5 separate regions of the Mus musculus genome follow, and all the other regions are linked to region 1. The links are chromatin contacts, called in public HiChIP or PLAC-seq, Micro-C and promoter capture Hi-C maps. All regions are on one chromosome and are shown on one strand. Each heading gives the region's core, a stretch centred on a gene start, on an enhancer-like site or on the middle of the called end of the contact. The rest is flanking DNA. Distances are from core to core; before and after follow the strand shown.

Region 1 (5,597 bases), core at 2,159-4,658:
CGAGTCAGGACTGGCCAAGGCTCTACCACGTTGCCTGTTAAACGTCTTTCTTTTTTTCAGTTATGTTTTCTCTCTGTATTCTTGAACTTGGGGACCCTCCTACTTTAGTCCTCCAGTGCTTGGACTGCAGGTGAGGACTGCCATACCACGTTATGACTGAGCTTTGGGTTCAAAGCTAAGTCTATTAAGCATTGTGTAAAATCAAGTCATCCTCTGTTGTCTAGGTAACACCGCTTGCTGACTTCCCATTGTACTAACAGATAGGTAACCTTGCAGGTTCCCCACTCCACCTACAGCCAACCAGGGGGCAGGTGAGACCTTCAGCATCTTCAAACCCTGACAAGCAGTTAGGTGCGTGTCACAACCTTGGTTTTCTCCTTACTTCAAGACCTCCTCTTAGACTTCTGATAAATTCATCTGGCTGCACTTTTCTGGGCCTGCAGAGCTTCCCCAAACCCCTGGATGGGCTGCTTAGTTGCTCTAGTGCTTCCTGTACAAGCCTGAGGACCTGAGTTCAAATCCCCAGTAAAAAGCTGAGTGTATGGGATAGAGAGATAGACGGCTCCCTGCTAAGAGCAGCTCCTGTTCTTGCAGAGAACTGGGGTTTGAGTCCCAGTCCCAACTAGGCAACTGACAAGTATTTGTGACTCCAGTTAAACACGATGTGTTGTCCTCATCTGGCCTGTGCAGGTACTGCATACATGTGATAACCACTGTTCAAGCAAAACACACACACACACACACACACACACACACACACACAACACACACAGAGGGAGTGAGCCGGGGTGGGAGGGAGGGAGAGAGAGAGAGAGAGAGAGAGAGAGAGAGAGAGAGAGAGAGACAGACCTGTCACTTTCTAACAAGCTTTGTCACTCTTACTTGCATTTCTGGAAAATGTCTCCTGTTTGCTTATGGAATTGTGAAACCTCCCAAAATTTAATGGCGTTTTAGGGGCAGAAAAATCACAAGGCCTGGAAGAGCACTTGGCTAACATTTGGAAGTCCTTCAGCCAGACCCTCCCCTGTTCCTCTCGCTCTCTTGTGTTTTGAGACTCTCTTGGAGCCCGTGCAGGCTCTGACTTGCTGTGTCCTCAGGGCTGGCTTTGAGCTTCTGCTCAGTTCTCAGCTGTTCTGCCTTGCCCCGTTTTATCTCCTTGAGCACCACTGGGCAGAGGCTTGCTCTCTTTCCTAACAGACATCTCCATCTTTGTAACCTGTTAGAAGATTCTTCCAGAGACTGAAATGAGAACTAGGCTGGCCCTGTTGTCTCCAGGCTCAGGGGGAGGTTCTCAGTTCCTCCATGAAAACTGAGGCAGCCTCCAGAGAGCTAACTTAGCTCTGGGCCCTTCTGGAACTGGCTCCCCTCCTGGCTGTGGTTTACACGTGATCGCTGCTGTCTGAAGGCGCCTAGGCTGAGCTCAGAGCAGGTGAGCTGGATATTGGAACAAGAAATATCTTGCATGTGTGCATAGGGCAGGTGCTACATGAGATGAGGAAACATAGTATAGATCAAGAAGTTAGAGGCAAACTTGGATCCTGGTCCTGCCTCCCTCCAGCGTTAGACAGACCATTTTGCCTGTGTCTCCAGAATCCTGTCCTAGTCCAAAGAGGTACAGACAATTGGATCTCACCCCTTAGCTGCTCATTCTATTACATGTTGCTACCTTTTAAGCAGAAATCACAAGTTTAGAAGAAAGGCACAGTGGCATCTTAATAGGCTAGAGGGACAAGACAAGGTCTCAGAAGTCCTCGTACCCTAAATGTCCATAAGAACAGCGGCCCTGTCTTCTCCATGCTAGCACCCTCTGCATTCCACTCAGCGTCCAGCACGGCTCAGCCTGAGGTGCTCACCACTCACCACTATCTCTTTGCTTGTCTTTGAACATTCCATGTGTCCATCCTCCATACAGCTTTATTGGGTGTCGGGCACACATGGAGGAACAGTATGTGTCCCTTGAGGGACAAAAGCAGACAGCTGAACATATAAAGGCATTTTGTTTTTTTCAGTTTTAGTCTTAATGCATTTTATGTGTCTGGATGTTTATCCCACCTGCTAATCGGACAAGTCCTGAGGCTGAGTACCTCGGCCCCTGACTGCTCCAACGTCTTGGGAGTCTGTATTTTTCTTACGAAGTGAGGAGTCATTACCAGAGGTAGTAGGGGCCCGATAGTCTTTGGATTCTTTGTGTGTGTGTGTGTGTCACATTTTTTAAATTTATTTTTTATTAGATATTTTCTTTATACACATTTCAAATGCTATCCCGAAAGTTCCCTATACCCTCCCTCCGCCCTGCTCCCCTACCCACCCACTCCTGCTTCTTGGCCCTGGCATTCCCCTATACTGGGGCATATAAGGTGTCTTTGGATTCTTTATGGAGAATATAGATCAGGTTCCCCTCCTTGCCTAGCCCCCAGAAAGGTACCAGCTAAGTCTAGGGACAGCACTGTCAGGAGCACCCACCTACCTGGAGCATAGCTCAGCACCCGCACACTCGGTTCCTCAGCAGCCAGGACCTGGTAGAGCATGTCTCGGGCAGCCTTCCCCGCACAGTACAGACCCCAGCCTTTGTAGGGCTGCAGGGCACACAGAGATGAGATGTTAACCACAGTCTTGCTCAGGCCAGGGCTATCCTGGAAGGCATTCAAGGTGCCGGAAGTCAAACAGAGCATGGAGGTCAGGTTCAGAGCCCAGTAGTTGTTCACCTCAGCTAGGTCATTCACGTTGAGGAAGCCTTTGGAAACATCCCCAAGAGTGGCTGAAAAAAAAAAAAAACGGGACCAAAGAAATGACACAACTGGGGCACTCTTCTCCCTCAGCCTTCCACAGTTCCTCCTCATAGGCTATCTCTCTGCCCCAGCTCTGCAGACACCCCTAATGCAAGCAAAGAATACTGTAGTAAAGCAGAGTGATTTGTTCAAAAAGTCTTGACTCACACATCCGCCAGGAGGCACTGTCGCCCCGTAGTGACACTGATACACCCTCCCTCCTCTTGGACTTTGGACTTTTAGGGACTTGCCCTTCACCTACCCAAAAGCCTATGAGGTAAGAGCTCGCAGCCGGGGTCTGGACGGGACTCTCACCTGCGTTGTTGATGAGCAGCAGGCGCTGCAGCCCCTCGGGCCTCGGGAGCTCGCGTACTGCGCTCAGCAACCGCTGCACGCCAGCCTCGGTGCCCAGATCGGCGGCTGCCAGCACCACTTTCAGGTCAGGCTGCTGAGCGCCCAGCTCCTCCTTCAGTTGCCGCAGCATCGACTCACTGCGTGCGCTTACGAGCATCACGGAACCGGGAGACAGCAACCGGGCCAGCTGCGGGGCCAGGGCGCGACCAAAGCCCCGGGAGGCCCCGGTCAACACGCACACAGCGCAGCCCAGCCCGCCTGCCTCCATGCCTGGAACTCAGACTCATGCGCAGCTACTGAACCAGGACGGGGCGGAGCCTATTCTTGGCTTGGGACGGCGGAAGTTCGGGCCAGAATCCACTGGTGTTTGGGCGGGGGAAAAAAAAGCCAGGCAGCCGGGCCTCGGCAGGAAATCCTAATCCCCTTCCCAGCGCTTCCGGGTTCCCCTTGAGCGCCACTCCCACAAACTCAGCCCCTTTCTGAGAGGCGCGTTCTCAATTTCCACCCTGTTCCAGGATCAGCTTCCTCCTCCAGGGTTAAGGTTTGTCTTTATCCATACAGGACATACCAGTTAGAGACCAGTGACAGCCTTGGATGAAGTGTGTAGAGCTTGTGGTCCCTTTGCACTCTGATTAACAGAAGCCTTCTCTGGAAAAGCACAGCAGCTTCCCCAGGAGGTGCTAGGCAGACAGAACCAGAAAATGAAGAGCACACACAGGGGAAGAGAAAGGCTGAGAATCACAACAATCTCACGAACAAGACTCATCACCGTCAGTGAAAACGCTTGGTTCCTTGGGACCTGTGTACTTATCCTTCAACCTGCGTCATGCACTCTAGAAACAACTTCATAATCTCAAATGGGAAAGAAAAATATCCCAGCTCTCTGGAGATGTCTGAGGAGGACAGCAGAGAAAGACATAGAGATTGCTTTGATCCATTTTTAGTCTGAGGTGAGCTAGAGTCCATCGGAATTACAGGCAGGCAGGCCAGCGGCTAGCTCCTCTTTGTTTCAGAAAGTTCAAGTGGTAGGACTAGTCACTTAGCCTGGTCAGATTGGGAAACCAGCAATCAGTAGGGGCCATTCTCAAGTTCCAATTTTTTTTTTTTAAATTGAATGAGGCTTTTGTCCTAGGCCAACGAAATAGGGGACCTAGAGCGATGCAAATCCTGTAGGCCTATATGAGAAGAGAGCCGGAATGTCTCTCTATAGGTTTTTAAAAAACACTGTCTTGTGCCAAATCAACACGTCATTAATGCCTTTTCTCTATGCCAAAGTTCCCTTTCAGCAGAACTGTATATTTAAAACTACTTACTTACCACTAATCTATTGGATTTGTTATCTTATTTCCAAAGTAGTTGAAGGATCTTCAACAGACATAGTGAGTTCAAGGCCATCATGCTGAGTTTGAACCCCAGAACCGACATTAAAAACACTAAGTGTGACCAGGCAATGGTGGTGCTCCTAGCACACAGGAGGTAGAGGCAGAGGCAGGAGGATTTCTGTAAGTTTGCATCAGCCTGGTTTACAAAGCCAGTTCTAGGACAGACAGCCAGGGCTACACAATGAAACCCTTTCTGAGCCACGTGGCTGCAATGAAACCTTTAATCCCAGCAGTCTGGATACAGCAGTAGGAGACTCCGAGCTTGAGGCCAGTCTGGTCTACAGAGTGAGTTCCAGGCCAGGCAGGGCTACACAATGAGAAACGCTGTCTCAAAAACAAAAAACAAAATTAAAAAACAAAAAACAAAAGCAAAACTTTTTGAAAGATGGACAGGCATAAAGAACTATACACATTGTCCTCTGGCCTCCACCTCCAACTCATCCACTGACAAAGGAATAAGCACACACAGACATACAGACAAAGCCAGGAAAAGAAGAATTTTTTTAAACCAAAGTAAGCATACAGGGTCCTGTTTACATCTCTCCTTTAAAAAAAATCATTTATTTATTTAATGTATGTGAGTACACTGTCCCTTTCTTCAGACATACCAGAAGAGGGTATCAGATCCCATTACAGATGGCTATGAGCCACCATGTGGTTGCTGGGAATTGAACTCAGGACCTCTGGAAGAGCAGTCAGTGCTCTTAACCGCTGAGCCATCTCTTCAGGCCTTATATCTCTTTTTTTTTAAGTATCTTTTTAACATCTTTTTATTTGTTTGTTTGTTTGTTTTTTATGTATATGGGTTTTAGCCTGCATGTATGTCTGTGCACGACATGTGTGCAATGCAAAGTGGTGGCCAGAAGAGGGCCTCTGCTTCCCCAGGGACTGCAGACACAGTCTGCTATGTGGCTAGTGGGAATTAAAACCAATCCTCTTGAGGAGTAGCCTGCTGTTCTTAACTACTCCCATATCTCTCCAGCCCCAGTTTCATCTTTTAAACAATAAAACAAAATGGTAGAGTTTGGTGATGCTGCTTGTAATTTCAGTAATTTCAGGAGGATCAAAACAAAACAATATAACAAAAAGCCCA
Region 2 (5,597 bases), core at 1,262-3,761, 970 kb before region 1:
CTAGTTTGTCCTTTAGTTGGAAATTGAAATCTGTTTCAATTTTGAGTCTGACAGCCCTGTTTTCCATCAGGCAGGTTATATCTCCTTCAGGACCCTGCACTCTGATTTCCTGTCTGTGGCATCTTCTCCAATCTTCCTACGAACATGAACAAAGCCATTGGTTTTCTTCTGGTTTAGCCTCAGGTCTTTGGCTGGGGGAAACATTTTTTTTTCTCCCTCATATTGTTTCCCCCTTTGTTTTGACCCCCAAGGCCATCTTCCTGTCATTTGCTTAGCCTTACAGGGGGCCATTCTTGCTTGGCAAGCACTGGAAGACAGAACCTAAGGAAAATTCTGCCTGTGAATGCACAGACCTTTTTTTTTTTTTCCTTTTTTAACAAAAGCCATTTCAGATCAAAGAAAGATGGAAATGGTTTAGAGTTGCTAGACTTCTACTTTGCCAGCTGGGAATCTAACAGACTGGGAGAAATGAGGAGGAACCCAGAACCACAAGCACCTACCATGGGCTTTTCTGTGAGCCGAAGACCACTGTGTTCACTGCGGCAGCCAGCAGTAGCTGGCAAAGTCAGAGCCACAGGTCCTTGCTCATGCATCCCCATGGAAGAGTTTCCTAAGCGAAGCAGGATTGACCTTCTACACTAGGCCATCTGGGCAGGGATATTACTTGAGGAAACTTCCTACAGTGTTGCTTGAGTAGACTCTAAAGTTTGTGGTGTTCAAGCATCTATGTGAATAGTGCCAGCTTGCATGTGCAGAGAGAGCCATGGCTTTTGGGTCCGGAGACTGTGGGTACTGGTCTAGCTCATGAACTCCCTGTAGCTCAGCAAGTAGAGAGGCAACTTGTGTTTAGGGATAGGCTAGAAACTTAATGACAGCTGACCAAGAGTGACAGGCACATGTCTCTTCAAACGTGGGGACAGTTTTATTGCTTGGAGCCTTGCTTCCCTGACCATGCGTGCATAAACGGGATCAGTATTCAAAGCCAACCTCTTTTCCCACTCCTTCAGGATGGCTCACGTGTTTCTCTCATTTTCTGTCCCCACATTCTTCTCACTTAGCAGTGAGTCCTCTACGAGAGGACATTCTTTCCTCCTGAGGTGGTTTTTCCTCTCCTTGTCCTGACCTAGCACTCATTTACATCAAGGTCCCTTTCTCCATGGACAGCCTGAATTCCCTCTCTTCCAAATGTGAGGAGAATGCCTTATTGTGTGCTTCATGAGTCTCGACAGCAATTTATCCCAAGACTTTGAAGTAGATGTTTTTTGACCAAAGCAATCAGTTACGGGGCGTCGCTCACAAGCAAGGAGCATTTCCAGAGGCAGTTTGTCTCCAGGCTGCAAGCTACAAGGCCACGCCTCTGACAATGAGAGCCAACTTTAACCATGTTTAGTGTGTGTGTGTGCACTTAGGTCACATGGAGGCCATAGGTCCATGACAAGTATTTTCTCCATCACTCTTCTTTTTTGAGACAGAGTCTCTCACTGAACCTTGTCAGCAAGCCCCAGAGATCCTTCTGTCTCCACCAGCAGTAGGATTACAGGAATGCTGCTATGCCCAGCTTCTTACATGGCTTCTAGGGATTGGACTCAGATCTTCATGCTTGTAAGACAAGTACTTTACTGATTGTCCATTTCCCCAGCCCCAATATTCATAGCTTTTACCTTATTCTCGTATCTCTCAGCTTAGGAAGATAGATGTAAGTTTCCTAAAGACATGTACTCATGGGATTGGGGATGCAGGGCACTACAGACATTTGAAAGTTGCAGACTCTCCCGCCATTAACCATATCCCCTTTGTCCATGGTCCAGATGCAGCCTGCTCTCCTTACTCCCATGAGTTCTGTTTAGGTGTTTGATGCCTGTCCTTGGTGTCATTTGGGTCTTCCTTGTGACTCATTCTCTCATTTTCTCTGAGCAAATACAACTTGCCCATCAAATGACAAGTGAAGGCATGGGTGGGGTGGGGGCGAGGGGAGGGAAGTCGGAGCCGCAATCTGTTAGCTATTTGGAGTAATTGGTTATTTGCTGTGTGTGCGGGTTGGGAAGCCCAGCACATACTTTACGGTCTCTCCTGTTACGGGGGCTGGAGTCACCCACCGATATTGGATCCTGGTTGCCGGAGCCCTTGGCTCGGGGCGCCTTTCCCCTGCTTGGCATTCCTGTGGTCTCCTCGGGGGTGCACCCCTCCTCCCTCAGTGCACACTGCAGGGGGGACAGCCTGGGGTGAAACGTCTGGCAGACTCCAGGCCCCCATCAGGGAGGAGGCGGCCCTGGCTCCCTCTAGCCAGCCCTCGCTGTGCTAGCACCCTCCTCCCAAAGGGGTATTTCCCCTGGCATGAAGGACCTACTTGCCCTCAGTAGAAAAAGGTTCTTCTCCTTCTTAGAGGGATGTTCGCACCTTTCCCTGACAACTAACTGGCCAGAAAGCATACACCAGTATTTAGCATTAGCATGATGCCTTCTTATCCTTCTTGGTCCTACAAATGGCCTAGTCCCTAGCCTGGGCACTTGGAAAGTATGCAGCCCTCTGTGCTAAACACAAGGTTCCTTGGGAGCTCTTGGTGAAGCTTCATCCCTCACCTCTTGTCTGACACATCTCTACAGGAGCCAAGGCACAGGAAATCAGAACCGAGGAACAAGTTCGACAAAGATTTGAAAAGTTAACGTGATTTTGTGTATGAAAATGCACACGGTAACTAGAAAGTGGGTTGACTTTGGCACAGAGCAAGTTCCCCCCAAATCCCTTTTAAATTGAATTTAAGATGGCTAATATTAGTGTCTGTAGTTTGATGGATGCTTCTGCAGTCCCGGGAAGGCCTTCAAAAAATAGTTTTTCTCTTAAGTAGATTGCTGGAACTCTTGTTAAGCAAAACTGTACCCATAAGCAGAACGAGGGTTAGGTAAGCTCCCATGTCCCCCAGGCCCTTCTGGAACCATCACAGATTCCAAATTAGAGATGTCGCATTGCTTTCTTCATAGGATTGAAGACTCATCTGGAATCTTCTTTCTCTCAGCCCACTGAATAGATTCCATTCTCTCAGGCATGATACCCTCAGGGAGCCAAGTTGTAGGCCAAATGCCCAATTTAGTCTTCTGAGTCTGGAAATGGCTAACAGCCCAGTTCCTTCAGCCCCCTCATCCATGTGTCCAGAAACCTTGGGTTCCTCAGGCCCTTCATGCATGTGGCCAGAAACCCAGCTTCTCCCAGATCCCTCAGCCATGTGCCTGGCAGCCTGGTACCCTCAGCTTTCTCACCCACATGGCTGGCAGCCTTGATTCCTTCCAGCTCCTCACCTATGTAGCCAGAAGCCTGAGTCCCATGAAGGCCCCTCACCCATGTGGGACATAAGTCTCAAAATAAAAATAAGCTAAAGTGTGTGTGTGTGTGTGTGTGTGTGTGTGTGTGTGTGTGTAGTGAGCCTGAGTTTCCTACCAAGTCATACTTATGTGCTTGGCAAGTCCAGTTCTCTGTAATCTCATATGGATAAGGTCAGAAATCCCGAGTTCCCCAGAGGGTCCCTGTTCATGTGGGACCATGTCTATAAGAGACTGACAGATGGCCAGGTCCTATCTCTGCTGAAGCTCATGTGTACATATTTATTGGGCCTTGAAAAACAATTCAACACTTGATCGAGCTAAAGATTTCTTTCTCCCACCCTCTGCTGATTCAGCTTAAAGGCAGGGTTCATGGCATAGAAACCTTTCTATAGACAAGAAGGCTATTATCCAGGAAGTATCAAGAAGAGGCTAGAAGTCTAGTCTTTTACTTGATATTTACTGTGCGTATGTAGAGGTCTTCTGAGTCATTGGTAGCAGGATGTGTGAGCACCTATCTGTGTGGTTTGGGCGGTATTGAGTGGTTTAGTATTCACGGGGTGAGGTAGGTTTGAATTCTTATCTAGGCTTTTGGCCTAAGAACATGTATATTACATGTGTGTTTGTGCTTCTGTGTCAGGAGCAAATTTCCCTTGTCTTCCCCCCCCCCCTTAGGAAATTAATTGACACCCTGCCATCATTTGAGCTATGAAGATGTCACATCAACATTGGGGGTGTTGGTATTGTCAACAGTAACAGTTACCATGGTAACCAACAACAGCCTCAGAATATTTCTCAGACATCAACAGAGCCTGTTGTCTGGTTGACTGGAAACCATTTCTCTATGAGGAATAGCTTTCTGTGTAGTCTGGGATGTTCACTTAAGCTTATAAACAGTAGCCCATTGCTTCACTTAGAAGAGGGCATGCCCTTCTATATAGTGACCCCTAGCTTAACTTTATAGCCTTGGTAGAGAATGAGTTTGGCCAATATCTTTTCTTTGATTCAAGTGGATTTCCCAGGGAGAGAAGCTCTGTCCATGAGCTGCAGCAGGAGGCACAAACCTGTCATCCCAACCACTTGGGAGCTTGAAATACCAGTGTTGATAGTTCCAGAGTAGCCTGGGCAACTTAGTGAGACCTTGTCTCAAAAGTAAGCAAAAGGGGTGTGCGTGTGCGTGTGGTTCAGTTCTAGAGCCCTTAGCATGTGCAAGTCTCTGGGTTCCACCCTCAGTATCAGGGGGTCCACCCTGACCCCAGTTCCCACTTCCTGACCATACAAGAAGAGTTAGGATTTTTGCCGCCACTTTTGCTTTCCATGGTCACGAAAGGCGTCAGGCCCTGGGATGATGATGAGGAGTGCGTGTTTGGACCACGCCGTGCTGACTCAGGTCTTGGAGGATTAGGGTGACTGTTAGACTGACTGTCTCCCTTGCTTGGCTCTGTTTGCTCAACAACGGAAGGTTGACTAATAGTTGAGATCCAAGAGACTTCAGTCTATGCCTTGATCAAGCTGACTTTTCTGGCTGGTGGAAAGATGAATGGCCTTGAACCTTGGGCCTGGGACAACACAGAGGCCATGGCCAGACTTCAGCTTCAAGCTTCAGCTGATGCTTAAGAAACCAGTCTTTGTGTTTTCTTCCTCTTCTTTTCTAAGGTCCCAAGGTTGGTGCTTAGCTGTTACCAGATGGGGTCAAGGACACACTTGGCATTGGAAACCATGGGACTAGTTCTCTCCATTTGGGGGAGGGGCATTTCTGTCAGTGCTGGGGACTCAGCTGCTGGGGGTGTAGGGGTGGGGCGTCTGGCTGAGACCTGCAAGGCTCACCTTAAAGATGCATTAACTTATTCTGGATCTTCTTTGGCAGGTGAAGGGAGAAGTGGGCTTAGGATGATGCCAACAGAAGCCAGGCTGGGGTAATGGCAGGAATGATAGTTTCAAGCCATATCCGTGAATGTGTGTTAAAAATATCACTTTATTTTCTGTAAGTCAACTTAATCCCCCTTTTGAGCTCTCATTTTTTCCTAATGGCAGAAAATCCCTGGTAATCTTAGGCATTTTAGGTTTAAACTTAGTCACTTTGGGCTTACTATTCCCCTCCACACCCTAGAGTGGGGGGTAGTGGCTAAATTCTGGTTTGGACTTCCTTAATGTTGTTATTTCTCCTGGGAGGGTGGCCTGGTTCCCAGTACAAGTCCACCCTGGCATCTCTGGGCTCTGACTTTGGGACACATGGATCAGATTGTGTTTGCTGACATCTACTCTTAGTCCCCACAATCTGGT
Region 3 (5,597 bases), core at 2,003-4,502, 860 kb before region 1:
GCAGCAGTGACAAGGTGAACAGGACTCTTGAGTCGGAGTCACAGGACCTCTGCTCATGACAAGCCTACAGATTCAAGACATTAATCCATAAGATCTGTCCAGCCATCATGCTGGGCTGGCGCTACAGGGACCCTCTTGTCTCTGCCTTAGAGCCAGAGCCTGGCAAATCATGTAGCCTCTGGGGACTAAACTTGGGGCTCATGTTTACAGCAGTAGCACTTACCCACCCCGACTAAACCATTTCCCCAGACCAAGACTCTTGGGTTTTAGACACATTTCCTGTCTCTTCCTGTCTTCTTGCTGTTTTCCAGATGGTTCCTAGCTCCAAACTTTCACTACAGTTCAGATTCTTACTGCTTCTGTTTTGTCTTGCCCATGACATCCTTCCTACCAACTTTCTGCCTGCATCTCAGCCTTCATCCCCTGGACAACTCCTTCTTCATCCTCCGGAACTCACTCCTCTAGCAAACATTGACAACTGCAGGACAAGGTACCAAGCACGTATCGGGGGCTTGTAAGGGAAAGTACACAATGATCAGGTGCTGGTAGGAATTTAACTGATTCAGGCTCAGTTCCACGTATAACCAACCCTCTACACCCAATTCACTTACAACCTTGGGCAAACCACCTCCCCCTTTCTGGCCTTAACTTTTTAATCTGTCCGATGAGGCGTCTGGGCCAGTGGGGGGCTCTGACACAGCCTGGGTGGCAGCAGAGCCAAGGTTCAAGGTCACGGCCCCACGTTCTCCCACTGGCTTGCTTTACTCTCCCCAGCCGGGAGGAACATCCTGAACAGCGTTAAGAATAATAAACATGGGCTGATAAACATCAATAGGCCTGGTTGGTGCCAAAAAAGAAAGAGAGAAGACTGTGCTGTGCTGGCTCCCGCTCCCCGGACCATGCTGTAGCTGCCAGCTCCTTAATCATCTGGAGACAGCCGGCCGGCTCCCCTGGCCCCACCCCAGGCCAGGGCAGGCAAAGGCCAGGCCAGGCCAGGCGCAGGAAGCAGCCACCACTGGGTCCTCAGCCACAGGCCAACCTGGTCCAGGACCTCCCTTTGGTTGGGCTCTTAAGGCATTCCTGCTTGTAGCCTCAATGGCTCTCCATGGCCCATGAGACAGAACCTACATATGCTGTCCTGATGTGAATGGGCAAACCCAGCCCTCAGCTCATTCTGTGCCCTCATGGCTCACCTGATCTCACATGACAGCCATGGTTCTCCGGGAACATTAAGCCCTCTCTCCTCTAACACCTCTGTGCTGGAGAAAGCCTGGGTAGATACGGCACCAGAGCTGGCAGAGCCGTGCTAGAAGCTCAATAGATCACTCTCATAGGCTAAGAACTCCTGAGAGAGGAGAGCTCTTACAGAGAACAGGCTCTGGGTCTGCTCAGAGCATAAGTGGTGTCTGAAACCCATCAGTCTGGGCTTAAAATATGTCTGCTACTTGGCTATATGGCTTTAGTCAAGTGACTGAACCTCTCTGTGTCTCAGTTGTCAGTAAAATAAAAACAATGTGAATATAATAATTTGAATAATGATAATGTCTCCCCTTCCAAGTTGCCCTCAGGCTGGCATGGGCTTACTCTTGTGGAGTACTTGGAAGGGAATGGCCATATTTTCTCCAAGGTGCCCGTTTTAATTGATCTTCACACACTATGAACTGTGTCTGCCCTGGATAGCTGTTGGATGGCTAAGTGACTCACTCAGAGATAGATGATAAAGGGCTGTAGACTTACCCCTTCCCATGAAGCCTGGTCACTTGGGTTATGCAGTGAATGTTTTGTGTAGCCAACAGTAAGGTCACAAATCAGGCACCCACCAAGGACAGGGCAGGGCCTGTGCTTCTTGCAAAAGGATGTAGCATGGTTTCACATAGAAGTAGGAAGGGTAGGGAGCTTGTGGGCTTCTGTTGCCTTGGCATCCCAGAGATGCTGGTAAACTCAGTTTGGTGGCTTTGAGCATGTGCTGAGCCATGACGTTCTTGGAGTCAGCAGCGGTCTGGAGAAAGAAGAGTGGTCAAGGCAGGAAGTGACTGATTATGACCAGGACAGACAGCCCTTCAGTCTCTCATCAATGGGTCTCAAGGATATTTCCCAGTGCTGGCAACCTGACACATGAATGAAATTGCACGTCCAAGGGAACCCCCATCTGAGGTCCCCCGGAAGGCTCTAATCAGTATCTTCCAGCCTGCCCGCCTCCCTGGGGAAGCAGTGTCTCCCTGTTTCAGTCCAATTTTCCATGTGAGATTTCCAGAGACACCGACTAGGTCATGTGACAGGAGACATGGTTCAGGGACTTAATGCATTTCTAAAATTCCTAGCTCTATTTCCAGAAGTCTGCTCCCCTGTGCATACCCATTCTGCTCCTAGGCCCGAGCATACCCTTTTATTATGGGTAACAGGCTCCTTGCCAGTGGGGAACAAGGGTCACTGGAAGACGCATGAGTCAGAGTTTTAATAGGTTTATTAACCCTCCTGTCTGAGGTCTTTCTTCTAGAGCATAGTTAACACTCATCCAAAGTGGACTAATGGGAAATGTACCTTGGAGGCAAACACATAGAATCCCATCCACAGTTCCATGTGTCTACAGCTTGTGTGAGCTGGGCAGCATTGGACTTCTGTTCCCAGTAGCTTGGAGATGCAGAGTCTAGGGATGATTGTACTCTGAAGAGATGGTGGGTGGTGGGTAGCCCCTGAGCTAGGAAGGCTGGGTTTCTAGAAGGAGGTGGGATTAACATTGTGAACAAGAGAAGACAGAACTGGGAAGGATGTTTGAGTGTGTGTCTGTCTGTCATTGAGATTACGCCTTTGAACAAATCAGAAGCAGGTTCCCCTAGTGGTGGGACACAGATCTAAGCCAGTGCAGGGTTTAGTGGGTGATGTCTGCGGTGTGTTTCAGCCCAAGTACATCAACACCCCTCTTTCTAGAGCCCTTAGGCAGTGAAGTCAGTGACCTCTGCAACCTGGCACAGAGTCCTGAATTTAGGAGCAGACATGCACCGCAGATTGTGGCTGGTCTAGCCTCCTCCTGTATCTGTGCCCTTCCGTTCTGCCTTCCCGGGGATTTCTGCTTTTCAGGGCATTGCTATGGGTCTAGCTAGGGAAAGGTCAGTGGTTGTAGCCTTGGGTCTTATTAATGGACTCCTGAATGTGGCTAGGGTGCCCTCCTTCAGTATGCAGAGGTACCTCAGGGACAGCTGATTAAACAGCCTGGCACAGTGTCTGCAGTGATTTACAGCCTGCTCCTGCCTGGGAGCTGGGCTCCTGCATTATTCATGGCCCAAAGCCATAAATCTGCCTGGAGCTGGCTGCTGGCTCTGCCTCGGAGGCTGAGGAGGAAGACAGGAGGAGGCAGGAGTGGGAGGGAGGTCTGGATAGGCAAGGTGCTCCAAGGCTTTAAAGAACTTGACCTTGCTCCTCAGGTCCTGTGTCACCTTGTCTACTGCCCCAGAGTTTCAGCTGTGAGATGCCAAGCCCCACCTTGGCTTCTCTGGTCCAGGATCTTCCTCTCTAAACTGGAAGTCTTTAGAGCTGCTGAGACCCAGGGCTGCTGCCACAGAAGTTCTACAGGACTTGAAGACACCAGGCTCACATTTTGTTCCCTTACAAAAGGTCTTCACTTTTATTTTTGAATATTCTACATTATTCTTTGAGAACTTTGTACATGTATACAGTGTATCTTGATCCTAGCTACTCCCAACTCCCCTCTTCCACTACCCCCAGATATCCGCAGTGTGCCCCCTTCCTGGCTTGCTGTTCTCTCCATTCCTTTCTTTTCTTATTTCTCTTTCTTTTGTAACACACTGAGTGTGATCAGTGCTGCCTGCTGGAGTGTTGACTGGTCTTACTGACTTGATCTTGTATAAGTAGCCACAGGTGTGAGACAGGTGACCACAGCTGTGAGACAGGCAACCACAGGTGTGAGACAGGTAACCACAGGTGCGAGACAGGTAACCACAGCTATGAGACAGGCAACCACAGGTGTGAGACAGGTAACCACAGGTGTGAGACAGGGAACCACAGGTGTGAGACAGGGAACCACAGGTGTGAGACAGGTAACCACAGGTGTGAGACAGGTAACCACAGCTGTGAGACAGGCAACCACAGGTGTGAGACAGGTAACCACAGGTGTGAGACAGGGAACCACAGGTGTGAGACAGGGAACCACAGGTGTGAGACAGGTAACCACAGGTGTGAGAAAGGTAACCACAGGTGTGAGACAGGGAACCACAGGTGTGAGACAGGTGACCATAGCTGTATGACAGGTAAACACAGGTGTGAGACAGGTAACCATAGGTGTGAGAAGGTAACCACAGCTGTGAGACAGGTAACCACAGCTGTATTTCAGGTAGCCACAGCTGTGTGACAGGTAACCACAGGTGTGTGACAAGTAACCTCAGGTGTGAGACAGGTAGCCACAGCTGTGTGACAAGTAACCACAGGTGTGAGACAGGTGACCACAGCTGTATTTCAGGTAGCCACAGCTGTGTGACAGGTAACCACAGGTGTGAGACAGGTGACCACAGCTGTATTTCAGGTAGCCACAGCTGTGTGACAGGTAACCACATCTGTGAGACAGGTAACCACAGGTGTGTGACAAGTAACCTCAGGTGTGAGACAGGTAGCCACAGCTGTGTGACAAGTAACCACAGGTGTGAGACAGGTGACCACAGCTGTATTTCAGGTAGTCACAGCTGTGTGACAGGTAATCACAGCTGTGAGACAGGTAACCACAGGTGTGTGACAAGTAACCACAGGTGTGAGAAGGTAACCACAGTTGTGTGACAGGTAACCACGGCTACTGAGTTCATGAGTGCAAAGGCCACACCATGTCGAGAAACCTCATTCATAGCACCCCTCCTCACCCTTGGGCTCTTACGTTCTCTCTGCCCTCTCTTCCGTGGTGTTCCCCAAGTCTTGGTGGGGTAGATAGAGAGGTCCCGGGTAGGGATGAATGCTCAGTCACTTACTCAAAGGACTTTGACTTTTGGGAGTCTCTGCATTAACTACTGCCTACTGCAGAACCAAATTAGGCCACATTTCTCTAGAACAGACTGCCTTGAGTCCAGTCATCAGGCAATGGGGTCCAAACTCTGCCAAGTCCAGATGGAATCTCTGGTGGTCTCTTGTCATGGCTGCTTCTGCCTCACTCTCATATACCCATGTGTGAGAAAACCTGGGGCTAGACACGGCCACAAGTGTGAGGAGAACTGCACAGCTGCTCAAGTTTGAGATGTCAGAAGCACCTGGAGGCTCCTCAAGGACAGACTGCTGGGCCCACTGCCAGGGTCTCAGAAGGGGCCTGAGAATCTGTAGTTCTTGTAAGTTCTTTGTGATGCTAAAGATCATGTGATAAGAAGGGCCACTTTAGTGTAATTTAGCAAAGCCTTGCTTCTTCAAAACCACCCAGCAAGGGCGAGAACCATCCACAAACCATTTGATCCACTCATTCATTCAGCCCATGAAGTGGCCCTGCAGAGCCCTCAATTAGGAGTACAACTATGAAGAGCCAGACACTGGAGCGTGGAGCTCAGTTGCATGGCAAGAGCGCTATGAACAGACTCCAGGTATTGGCTGAGAGTTGAATCAAGAAGCTT
Region 4 (5,597 bases), core at 1,345-3,844, 570 kb before region 1:
TGAGGCCCTCAACCATGGGAGTGGCACTAAGAGCCACCACGATCACTTCCCGGCCCCAGCCTTCCCACACCCTGTTGCCATCACTTCTAAGCACTGCTCAAAGCCAGCCCGGAGTCAGCCCTGACCCCCAGGTCTTTTGTAAAGCCTCCCCACCCTACATTCATGCTGCCAGCCGGCCCCTCGGGACACACCTTATGCTTAGTCCTTTGGTTGCAGCCCACACATGCCCTGACTTTTCTCTGCACTCACCTCGCCCCTCCCAGCCTCCCAGGCATGGCTCCTGACTTGCCAAGCTAAGATGCTGCAAGAGGTAAGATCACCCCTAGCCCAGGGGCCACCAAAAAGCCTGAGCAAGGAATGCTGGCACTGGCCCTGCGCCCGCTGCTCAGAGCCCCTTCATGGATGCTCTTGTCTGCTGCTCATCCTTCAGGAAGGTCAGGGTAAGGTCATGCCCAGTGGCTTCCTCCCAAACTGGGAGACGATGATAATTCCCTAGGCCTACGAGCAGCCACTCCACTGCCAGAAGAGGTTTCCCACCCCTACCCCACCCCCATTCTCCCCAACCCCAGACAATGAGGAATCCTACCTTCCAGACAAGGGATCATGGCTGTGTTACCTAGACTCAGAGCCAGCTGTAAAAGGGGACCTTAATGCTGAGGGAAATGAGGAATAAAAAAATGATCCCAAAGATTTTTTTAGTGAGATAGCTCCACCCACAACATGATGGCCATGCCGGGGACCAAGCTGAAGTTGAATCCTCAGGGTCCCTATTTTAAAAGATTTAGAATCCCCTGAGCTGGGAGCCAGAGACAGGAGGATTCTGGTGTTTGAAAGCCAGCCAGCCCATCTGTCTACTTGTGGAGTTCTGGGCCAGTGAGAGACCTCATCTGAAAAAGCAAGGTGGCCACTAGAGAAATGGCTCAGCCTTTAAGAGGCCCTGCTGCTTTCCCAGCTGGGATTAAGTTTGGTTCCCGGCACCCACTGCAAGGGGCTCACAATGGCATGTAACTCTAGCTTCAAGGGATATGATCTTTTCCAGCCTCCATTGGTATCTCCACACATTTGTACACACACACACACACACACACACACACACACACACACACACACATGTTTTAAAAAAAAAAGTGAGTCAGGCATGAAGGTCTTTAACCCCAGCAGTCTGAAGCAGAGGGAGATAGGTCTCTGTGAGTTCAAGGCCAGCCTGGTCTGTATAGCAAGTTCCAGATCAGCCAGGGATAGAGAGGGAAAACTTGTCTTCAAAATAAAAAATAAGGTGGATGGTTCCTAGGAACCACACTTGAGACTGACCACACAGACACACACATCTGCGCACATGTGCACCTATACACACATGCACACTATCTCTCACATTCTGCTGTTAGGGCCCAAACCTGCTAAATCTCCTCAGAACCTCTTTGGCGGGCTGTGGAAGCCAAGAACTCACTCCTTCAGGCTGGAACACACGCAAAACAAGGCCTCTCGGAGCCACTCTAGATCCCAGGCTGAGACCCCATGTTCTCCAAGGCTGCCTGGGCCAGACTCAGTCCCAGGCACTAGTCCAAGGCTAACATTTACTATCTCTCATCAATGGCTCTGCTCTGCCATCCCCTGCCATCCCGGGGGTACTGTTATTAGGACAGGAGCTCTGTGTGGCCCTGGGCCTGATGCCAACAAGGCCTTGGAGATGGCAGAGCCGGGGATGCCTGTGGGGTAGGTCACTCTCTGAGGACCGTGAAAGCTGTCACTCTCTAAAAGCTGCCTGCCAACTACAGCATCTGCACAGGGCATTAGCAGAGTGGGGATTCTCACAGAGACACGGCTCCAGGCCAGATTGCTCATTCTTTCTCTTTGCTTAAGCTTTGTATGTGTGTGCATGTGTGTGTGTGTGTGTGTGCATGCGTGTGTATGTGTGTGCATGCGTGTGTGCATGTGCTTGTGAAGCAACCAACCTATGGTCACACATGTGCGAAGATAAATGTAAGCCTGGGGCGTGGTGTTTGTTCCAGCCTCTTCAAGCATGGACCCTGTTGTAATTGAAAAGTAAACATGAAGGCAATAGCCACACTGCATTGCTAGAATCCAGAAGAGGTGCTGTCACCATGGGAGCGCTTGTGTATAAACTGTGACCTTAATCTTTACACGGTGGTACACACCCTGGGTGAATCCTTAGGAATATACTTCGATTCACATCATGGAGGTCAGCAAGATGACTCAGTAGGTAAAGAGATTGCCACAAAGTCTCCTGACCTGAGTCATTCCCCATTCTGGTGACCCACATGGTAGAAGAAAAGAAGTGACTACAAATTGTCCTCTGACTCTCGCGTGTACACTTGAAAAATATAGATTAAATAATTTTAAAATCACACAAATGTGTGTGCATATTAAAGCTTCAATTCCCCAGAACTGCCAAAATTACCATCATATACATACATATGTATGCAAATGCATATGTCTGTATGTGTGCCTCCTATTTCACATCCAGTCTCTACGGTGGCTCAGCCTTCTCCTTGGGCTCCTCCACCCTGCTCTCCCCACACCAGTGTGAGCCACTCACAGCGCTGCTATAGAGTTTCAAACAGAATCCTAAGGAAGCTGGGCAGAAACCTGGCCCCCAGAGTGCACGCCTGCGCAGCCCCTCCCCTGGGGTGTGAAAGGGACTCTTAAGACAGAATCCACGGTGACGATGTTCTCAGCAATGTAAAAGGAAGTAATGTCCCTAACCTGTTAATTTAGGTTGAGCGTTTTTCCTGAAGAAAGAGAGAAGGGAAGAAGGAAGGTGGGAGGGAAGACAGGCAAGCAGGAAGTACTTTGGCATAACCAGAGATCTCAAGGCCAGAGACAGGCTCGGGAGAGACACCTCCGTTAGCCCACAGGAAGCAACTGCCTCGGTGCAGTGCTATGTGGTAAGTCAGGAGGTGGCCTTTAAGACCAAGAACTTGAATCTTGCCACTGACCTGCTCTGGCCTCTGCTTCAGGCTGTCTGTCATGTACTGCCAACTGTCCCTACTCTGGGGCACCAGTTGGAAGAAGTCAGATACCTGGCCAGGGGTTGGTACATGACTCAAAGTGAGCCAATTAGGGTCCTTGCTCAAGTGGGGGTAGAGAGCCTGAGGCCTTCTGAGGGTATCAGCTCATAGTGAGATCCCCAGGATACACCCCAGGACCACCAGTCACCACCTGCCCTACTTACCTTATCTCACCAAGCCAGGGTCCCAGAGCAAGATATTTTGAGAAGGAAGGGCCTAGAAAACCTAGCCAGATCAATCAAGAAGAGCTGTTATGGGTGCAGCCCAGGACTCCAGCCTTCCAAACTACCCCTATTCCCTCCCAGGTTAGACAGCACCCTGTCCACACAGCCAGAATGAAGAGCTAGGAGGCCCAGGAGATAGCAGAGCCAGTGCAAGGTGGGCCAGCTCAGCCTCTTCTGGGGGACATGGAGTTGGAGGGGAGAAAGCTATGGGAAGAAAGGCCCCAGACTGCTCATTATTGTCCCAAGACCAGAGCCTAGAGCCTCAGCCAGGCATGAAGCCTGCTTTTGATGTCTCCTCCTCTGTCTCTCTCCTACCCTTTCCCCTCCCCCTCTTCCTCTTTTTGTTCCTGCCTGCTCCCTTTACTCCCTCCCCTGACTTGCCCCTTCCCTTTCTCTGTCTCCCTCCTTCCCTCCCAACCTTCAGGCATAGCTGGCTGCCTCTCACAGCTCACCCTGCTGGCCCTGAGGTCCTGGGCAGCCAAGCCCAGCCAAGGCCAAGGCAATTTTGGGAAAGGGCTGGAAGATGTCTGAATGTGGATCTTCTAAGTTCTCTCCAAACTGGTGCCCCAGTCCAGGGACAAACAGTGTCCCTGTTTATCTGTCCAGTGTCTGTATGCTCCTTTCAGGCCTGGGAAGCTCAGCCTACAGCTGGCTGGGGAAAGGGGAGGGAGAGCAGCTAAAGTCATTGTCCCCTCCCCACCACCACCAGCTCAGCACCATGTGGAAGGCAGGGAATGAGCTGATGAGGGGACCAGCTCCCCATCTGGCTCCCTGCCAGTGCAAGGCAGGGGGTCAGGCCAAGGGTAGCCCTGGGGCCCCGCTGCAGCTCCATTTGCTGTCACAGGGATGGATGGAACTCACACCCAGACAAACCATGGCCTCCCTGGAAAGGTTCCCAAGACATCCAGTCCCTGCATTGCTGCGACTGCTGGCTGGACCTGGGCCAGCCCAAGAGAGCTGCGGTGAGTACTGGCCACTACAGGGCACCTGTCCCCAGCCCTTCTCTTGGTTTCCCTGTGACCTTAGGAAGGTCACTGCAGGATTCTGCTTTTATGGAGGAAACAAATCCCCCCTGACTTTGTGGAAGGTGGAAGGATGGGGTGAGCAGATCCAGGGATGGGAGGTGAGAAGACCGCATTCACCATACAGAAGAATAGGTGCCCAAGGTCTGTAACTATCCTGCCCTAGTGCCACTATCGGCTTCTGTGATCCAGGCGGAACAAACAAGGCCCTGTGTCCCAATGCGCCTGGGCCAGGGTGCTGTGGGCAGAGCCATTGTGAGAAAGAACAGAGGCGACCACACAGTGACTTTTGTCAGGTGAGCCTGGCAGTGGCCACTCCAGGATTTGAGACTCCAGCTGTGCTTCCTGGCTCCTGGTCTCCACCCCCCACCCCACGACTCCCACAGCCCTAGTCCCTAGAACCCTCATGGACATTGCTTGTCCCCATCCTGTAGTCTTGTCTTTCCACAATCTCCACCCCAGGCCTCCTGGACAGTCAGGCTACGGATGGAGTGAACACCTGGCAGAGATGCTGGGGTCTGGGCATGTACATGATCCTGCGACACCCATGAAACAGATTTGGAGGATCATTTGCCTAGGCGAAAGGCGGAGCTCAGAACGGGGAGCCCCCTCCCGCAGCTCCCGTGGTTGTTTATGTCAGCCATCATAGCTCAAACTGATGAATAAGCCTTCAAGCTGTGGGTCATTGGGTCCGGTGCAAAGACCTGGCATATCTGGTCACAGTCACACTTGACAGGGGTGTGGCCTCCCTGCAGCCTGTTCCCTGTCAGGCCCTGGACCTTGTCACAGCTTGTTCCTTGTGTAGGAATGTGGAGCGGAACTCCACAACACATCCCAGAGCTTTCTCACAGGATGGTCTAGGCATTGCTGATGGGAATACGGAGAGCCCCAGGAGCCTTCTAACGAGTCTGAAGGGCGAGAGACCAGACAGCCAACAGAGACAAGGGTGAGTCCCCACAGTTTATTACGGAAGCCAATAAAAGAGCCACATTGAGTATTTCACAAAATGCATGGCATTCATTGTTGTAATATGCAACACGGAATATTATATACACATCAAAACCACACGACAGCCAAAACACACACACAGCACCAGCTCATACCAAAACGAGACACACAAGTGCTTTCTCAATATTAAAACAACTGTGATAAAAGCATATTAATATTTTGAACCATGTTTACAATAAAGAACAATTCATATTTTACTAAATAACAAATATTTAACAGCAAAAACTTTATACTAAATATCTATTTTGAATTATAACAAAAATAGTACTTATAATAGTTTATAAAGACAGACACAAAATTATAACATTTATGAA
Region 5 (5,597 bases), core at 1,810-4,309, 540 kb before region 1:
TGCAGGAGTAGACTGGCTGCCAGGGTAAGCTATAATGAGCCCTCCAGAGCAGGGTGGCCCCCTGCTAGCCAGGTGGCATGGACACAGGCTGGAGTCTGGTTAAGTTAGGAGCTAGCCGAGAGATTGTCTCAGCTAAAGGTCAATAGCTTTCAACCATATAGAAATCGCATGTCTGATTTAAACCTCAAGCAGGTCCTCGAAAACCCTGTGATAATAAAGAGACTCCTGGGAAATAAAGAGAAACCTTAGCCCAGGCCGAAGGCCAGAGCAAGACCTCCTCCATGGAATGTGGCCCAGGTCTGGTCTCATTCCTGAGTGGGGTTCACTGCCCCTTCCTCCCACCCTCTGCTATCCTTTATGAAACCCAAGAGCTTTGTTCAGTGCATGCCCTTGGGGTCCCCAAAAGCTGAGCAGCACTGGCCCTGTTTGCTGGTCCTAGGAGAGGCTTTACTTCAGAATGGGACTGCAAGACAGGCCACTTGCAGGGCTGTGCTGGGCAACTCTGGGCCTTCAGGAAAACAAAGGCTGGCTTCCCAGTTAGCACCCGTTTGTTCCCCGATGGAGCACTGGAGGGAGTGGGGACCAGGACTCCCTTCTTGGTGTCTAGGAGATGGATGGGGCTGATTTTTTTCCCAGGATTCCTCCTCATAAATCTGATTTGGCCCCTCATCCGTCTAGGCCAGTCTCCATGGAGGTGTGTGGTAGTGATAAATGGGCTGACTCACTAATGTGACTGAGGTGGCAGGGACTTGGGGAGGGCCTCTGATCTGATGGATGGTCCCCATGAGAGCATATTGCATTAGGACCCCTTAATGCAATCAGCAGGGCCATTACTATCCTAATTTGTAGCTCCTCCTCACCAGGTGGGGTCACAGAGCTGGAAGATTAAGGAGGATGTCAGAACTTTGGAGACACCTGGGGGTTTGAGGCAGGATTTCCTTCCTGGGGGCCATTACTAGGGAAATACAAAAATAGAACCAAAGAAAGTATGCACCCAGAAGGGAAAAGGAAAGACTCAAGGTACAGAGGGAAGGTGTAACTGGGCCAAGGTCACCTCTGGAGCCAGAGAAGAGCCAGGATTAGAACAGGAGTCCCAAGTGATTGTGCCAGAGTAGACAAATCTGGAGGCGGGATGGGGCTGAGGCAGGGAGCAAGCACCATGGAAGAGGGATGAGGCTAAGAGGGGAATACCCTGGTCCCGATGGAGGAGTTGGAGAAGGGACTGAAGGAGCTGAGGGGGGTTGCAGCCCAAGGAGGGAGCAACAGTGTCAACAGGCCAGATCCCCTGGAGCTCCCAGGGACTGGACCACCAACCAAAGAATACACATGGAGCCTCTCATGGCGCTGGCCACATATGTGGCAGAGGATGGCCTTGTTGGACATCAGTGGGAGGTGAGGCCTTTGGGCCTGAGGGTGTTTGATGCCCCAGTATAGGGGAAGGCCAGGGCAGGAGGACAGGAATGGGTAGGTGGGTGGGGGAGCACCCTCATAGAGGTAGGGGGAGGAGGGATGGGATAGTGGGTTTCTGAAGAGGAGACCTGGAAAGGGGAAAACATTTGAAATGTAAATAAAGAAAATATATATGTAAAAAAAAGAGGGGAGCACTATAGAAGAGGGATGGGGTTAGTGGCAGAGAGCTGCAGTATTGCTTGCCACCGCACTGGGAAGGAAATGCTATTTTTTTCTGAGTGTTTAACCCAGAGTTAATGGGGCTCTAGGATGTGCACATATCCAAATTAGGTTTTCTTCTACGGGATGGCTCTTCAGAGGAACCACCTAGCCCACATTTGCAGGCTCAGGCAAGGGTTTCCCATTCAGAGACCCACATGGCTGTGTGTTCTGCTCAGTGTGGTGGGCATGGCATGATCCGAGTCTTCACACCAGTCACTGCCTCCTTCCATTCATATCCCTTTACTATCTTTTCCCTTTGAACTTCCTTCTTTCACCTCTTGGTAAATTCTTACCTTTTCCAATCAAGCACTGCTATCCCAGTTTTTCTGAATGTTTCCAGAGTGCTGCTGGCATTCTAGAACATTCTACGCAGACCACCCTGGCATTTTTATCTTCCTCATCCATGCGCCGACCTACTGTGGTGCCTAAGGCATGAATGAACTATTGGGGAGGGGAAGGGGAGGTAAGAGGATAAGGTGTGTTAAGAAGGTGTGTGGGGGGGGGCGGGGGGTAGGGGGGCGGGGAGTGAACTGCTGTGAAGCTCAGCAGTTCATTTTATGTTGTTATCTAGTGAAGGACTCTAAGGATTTCAGGTACATGCATCGCATCCCTCTGAGGCTCTGGTGTCTATGGCCATGACACATGTTCTTCTGCTTCTTGGTCACTTCAAGACCCCTTTGACTTCTATTTAAGTAACTCGATCCTAGTTATTTGTCAACATGTTTTTCCTTCAGACTCTAACCAAGCTTGTATCTCCATTAGCTTGAAAGTACTTACTTAAGAATCCTGGGTCTACAGTTTGCATGCAGGTGTGTGTGTGTGGGGGGGAAGGGGGTGTACATGTGTGTTGATAGTCAGGTTAGAGGACAAACTCAGTCTTTGCTGCCCAGCACTAGTGTTAGAAGCATCTGCTACCCAGAGGATGTCCTAGTCGGCCATCAATGGGAGGAGAGACCCTTGGTCTTGCGAAGATTATATGCCCCAGTACAGGGGAACACCAGGGCCAGGAAGTGGGAGTGGGTGGGTTGGGGAGCAGGGTGGGGGAAGGGTATAGGGGACTTTCGGGATAGCATTTGAAATGTAAATGAAGAAAATATATAATAAAAAAAGCATCTGCTACCATGTCATCTTTCCTTTGTATATGGATCTGGAGATCAAACACAGGTTCCCATGCTTGCTAGGCAAGCCTTTCCCAGCTGAGCATCTCCCCAGGCCTGCACTGATATCTCACTAAGGACCAGAGATGAGGGAAGAGGATGGCAGTTAGTACAACTTTGAGAATACTGTTCCTGGGCTTTGGGATTTTCTATCTAAACAACAGGGACAGCTGACTGGCAGGGTGATCTCAGCAATGTGACCACATTCTGCCCCACCCTCACTTGCTCTCTAGCCTAGACAAGCCTTAAAGCCCTGACTCTCTGGCTTCAACCTCCCATGTAGCTGGGATTACAAGCCTATGCCACCAGGCCAGATCTTCATCAAGGCAAACATGATCTAGGCATGTCCAAAATTAATTCTTCTTCTTTGAAATCAATATTAGTTTACCATTTTCCTGACTTCTGGCTATTTATTTAGTTAATTAGAAACTTCCATGTTTATTCTGGTGGTATGGTGCTCAGCACTGAGCCAGGCCCTTAGGCATGGTAGAAGAGAACTCTACTTCTGACCCATGTCCTAGTCCTCATGCTGCTTCTGGAATGTAACCTTTATCCCAGTCCCCACTGCTATGGATCCGCAGGCACCTTCACACTGTGTAAGAGTTGTTTAGAGACTACATACACTTAATTCTTTTGTCTTCTGTTTGCCTAGGTTACATCATCCTGCTCCAACTGATTCCCCTCCCTCCCATAGCTTGCAGGAATCACAGCTCCTCCTACCTCCTTCAGCCTTCACAAAGGGAAGAAACACATTGCCAAGAAACAAATGGGGAGGGGGGGGCAGCAATCAGCAATAAATGGGGAGAAATTAAAATAAATAAAAAATAAAATTATTTAGCATGAGAATATATATTTGTTACAGAATAAATATTTGTTATAGCCCCATTTTTAAAAAGACCGTCTAAAAAACGAAGAACAAATAACTTTTTAGATTTTTTATTAGATATTTTCTTTATTTACATTTCAAATGTTATCCCCTTTCCTAGTTTCTCCTCCAAAAATCCCCTATCCCCTCCAACCCCTTCCCCTGCTTCCCAACCCACCCACTCCTGCTTCCTGGCCCTGGCATTCCACATGAACTTTTTAGATTTCTTTTCTTTTCTTCTCTTTTCTTCTCTTTTCTTTTCTTTTCTTTTCTTTTCTTTTCTTTTCTTTTCTTTTCTTTTCTCTTCTTTTCTCTTCTCTTCTTTTCTTTTCTTTTTTCTCCTCTTTCTCCTCTTTCTTTCTTTCTTTCTTTCTTTCTTTCTTTCTTTCTTTCTTTCTTTCTTTCTTTCTTTCTTTCCTTCTTTCTTTCGAGACAGGGTTTCTCTGTGCAGCCCTGGCTGTCCTGGAACTCACTCTGTAGACCAGGCTGGCCTTCAACTCAGAAATCCGCCTGCCTCTGCCTCCCAAGTGCTGGCATTAAAGGCGTGCGCCACCACTGCCTGGCTACTTTTTAGATTTCTAAGATAGCAATTTGCAAACACACATGAGCACACACAAAAACCAAAATTCTGTTGTTGAAGACATCAGGGAGCATAGACATTGCTTTGCTTGGTGGGTCACATCTTTTAACCCAGTACTCTGAAGGCAGAAGCAGATGCATCTCTTTGAGTTCAGCCTGGTCTATATATCACATTCCAGGCCAGACAGGGTCACATTCTGAGACCTTGTCTCAAAAGAAGAGGAGGAGGAGGAGGAGGAAGAAGAGGAGGAGGAGAAACAGATAAGCCCTATCTTTTAATATTTATATAAAAATCCTATTTAATGTTACCAAATAACACCCAGAAGTTCACCAAGATAACAGCACCTTGACCAAATGGAACAAAGCTATACGTGAACTAAAAGACCTTCAGCAAAGGAACATCACTATAGTTAGAGATTTTTAACAATGAACATTCCAATGAAAAGATGAAAAAGCTTTGCTGGCATCCAATGGGAATTTTGAGTAAACACTTACAGTGGCCTAGGGATAGAAGAAAACTCCCTTACATTGATAAACTCTAGAAAATCCCACAGCAACGGAGAACAAGAGTTCTTTGACTGCAGCCCAGGAAGAGCAGTCTTGACGATTCTATTATTGCACTATGCTCCAGTGGATCTGTCAAGTAAAGTGGGGAAAACATTCAGAAATAGAAAAATAATCTTTAGCTATTGACCACAGCTCTGAGCAGCTCTCTTTCTCTTCCCATGCTGAGTGGCTTTCCTTTATCTTCCTGGTACAATTTTCTTTTTTCTAATTTATTTTTATTTTATTTTTTAAAATTCTTTCCTTTTTTAAAAAAAGATTTATTTATTTATTATAAATAAATACAATGTTGCTGTCTTCAGACACCAGAAGAGGGTGTCAGATCTCAATACGGGTGGTTGTGAGCCACCATGTGGTTGCTGGGATTTGAACTCAGGACCTTTAGAAGAGCAGTCAGTGCCCCTACCTGCTGAGCCATCTCGCCAGCCCCCTGGTACAATTTTCATCATGTATCTATGTCTCTCTATATGTATATACCTGTAATAGTTGTAAGTACATTATTTTTCCCTAGGTTTCAGATTTATCTCTACCAACTGTGTAAAACCCCTTCATATTATTTATCTTAGTTTACAGGCATTTCCTCAAGTCTGTGGCTGTTTCCAAGTTCTGATTCCCAATTTTGTCTAGTAATCTGAAATGTCCCTGAACTTTTATCAAATAATTTTCCTCTGTAAAGTGATTTGTCTAATTTGTCCCTCTACCAATACTCAGCTCTTTGATGGAGAAAGGAATTGGTAATTGTCATTTTCTAATAGACCACA

The links. Promoter capture Hi-C pulls out the DNA fragments that hold promoters and counts their contacts. Hi-C and Micro-C count contacts between places; a contact is called where the count stands out from the background. HiChIP or PLAC-seq counts read pairs in DNA pulled down with a chosen protein or histone mark.
Region 2: a contact with region 1 is called in a promoter capture Hi-C map of hippocampal neurons, with 4 times the contacts expected there. The contact joins the enhancer-like site here to the promoter of Spr in region 1. A contact is called at or near these places in 4 of 39 promoter capture datasets (the 3T3-L1 cell line, cranial neural crest, hippocampal neurons and 1 more), 1 of 115 datasets of contacts at active chromatin or transcription factors (stem cell-derived neural progenitor cells) and 1 of 9 other capture datasets (embryonic stem cells).
Region 3: a FOXA1 HiChIP or PLAC-seq map of pancreatic cancer cells shows a contact between it and region 1. The contact joins the enhancer-like site here to the promoter of Spr in region 1. A contact is called at or near these places in 2 of 39 promoter capture datasets (the 3T3-L1 cell line and hippocampal neurons) and 2 of 115 datasets of contacts at active chromatin or transcription factors (astrocytes and pancreatic cancer cells).
Region 4: an HNF4G HiChIP or PLAC-seq map of pancreatic cancer cells shows a contact between it and region 1. The contact joins the enhancer-like site here to the promoter of Spr in region 1. A contact is called at or near these places in 2 of 39 promoter capture datasets (the 3T3-L1 cell line and hippocampal neurons), 2 of 15 datasets of contacts at CTCF or cohesin (embryonic stem cells and large pre-B cells), 4 of 484 Hi-C or Micro-C datasets (cerebellum and embryonic stem cells), 4 of 115 datasets of contacts at active chromatin or transcription factors (embryonic midbrain, embryonic stem cells, forebrain and 1 more) and 2 of 9 other capture datasets (embryonic stem cells and liver).
Region 5: a Micro-C map of the HL-1 cell line shows a contact between it and region 1, with 3 times the contacts expected there. The contact joins the enhancer-like site here to the promoter of Spr in region 1. A contact is called at or near these places in 9 of 39 promoter capture datasets (the 3T3-L1 cell line, the SN4741 cell line, cranial neural crest and 5 more), 2 of 15 datasets of contacts at CTCF or cohesin (the NIH/3T3 cell line and embryonic stem cells), 19 of 484 Hi-C or Micro-C datasets (the HL-1 cell line, the N1E-115 cell line, adipose-derived mesenchymal stem cells and 6 more), 6 of 115 datasets of contacts at active chromatin or transcription factors (craniofacial prominence, differentiating embryonic stem cells, embryonic hindbrain and 3 more) and 1 of 9 other capture datasets (embryonic stem cells).

Annotation. Positions count from the first base shown.
Region 1 is chr6:85,134,356-85,139,952 of GRCm38.p6, forward strand. Spr (sepiapterin reductase) reads right to left here and starts at 3,409. Exons shown (of 3, transcript NM_011467.2): 1 at 3,084-3,409; 2 at 2,468-2,758. The coding sequence starts at 3,390. Gm10444 (a long non-coding RNA gene) reads left to right here and starts at 3,579. Exons shown (of 3, transcript XR_001785286.2): 1 at 3,579-4,072.
Region 2 is chr6:84,165,675-84,171,271 of GRCm38.p6, forward strand. The region is part of intron 40 of Dysf (dysferlin); the gene reads left to right. Among named protein-coding and RNA genes, the nearest start is that of Dysf, 150 kb to the left of the region's middle. Within about 2 kb of position 2,512, at least 16 of the 459 cell types and tissues checked have an H3K27ac peak or open chromatin away from gene starts, as enhancers often do.
Region 3 is chr6:84,269,844-84,275,440 of GRCm38.p6, forward strand. No RefSeq gene overlaps it. Among named protein-coding and RNA genes, the nearest start is that of Gm10445, 150 kb to the right of the region's middle. Within about 2 kb of position 3,253, at least 63 of the 459 cell types and tissues checked have an H3K27ac peak or open chromatin away from gene starts, as enhancers often do. A contact at or near this core is called in pancreatic cancer cells, where this site is marked.
Region 4 is chr6:84,566,202-84,571,798 of GRCm38.p6, forward strand. It overlaps Cyp26b1 (cytochrome P450, family 26, subfamily b, polypeptide 1), which reads right to left. Exons shown (of 7, transcript NM_001177713.1): 7 at 5,213-5,597. Among named protein-coding and RNA genes, the nearest start is that of Cyp26b1, 25 kb to the right of the region's middle. Within about 2 kb of position 2,595, at least 36 of the 459 cell types and tissues checked have an H3K27ac peak or open chromatin away from gene starts, as enhancers often do. A contact at or near this core is called in cerebellum and pancreatic cancer cells, where this site is marked.
Region 5 is chr6:84,598,277-84,603,873 of GRCm38.p6, forward strand. No RefSeq gene overlaps it. Among named protein-coding and RNA genes, the nearest start is that of Cyp26b1, 7.2 kb to the left of the region's middle. Within about 2 kb of position 3,060, at least 29 of the 459 cell types and tissues checked have an H3K27ac peak or open chromatin away from gene starts, as enhancers often do. A contact at or near this core is called in the HL-1 cell line, the N1E-115 cell line, the SN4741 cell line and 3 more, where this site is marked.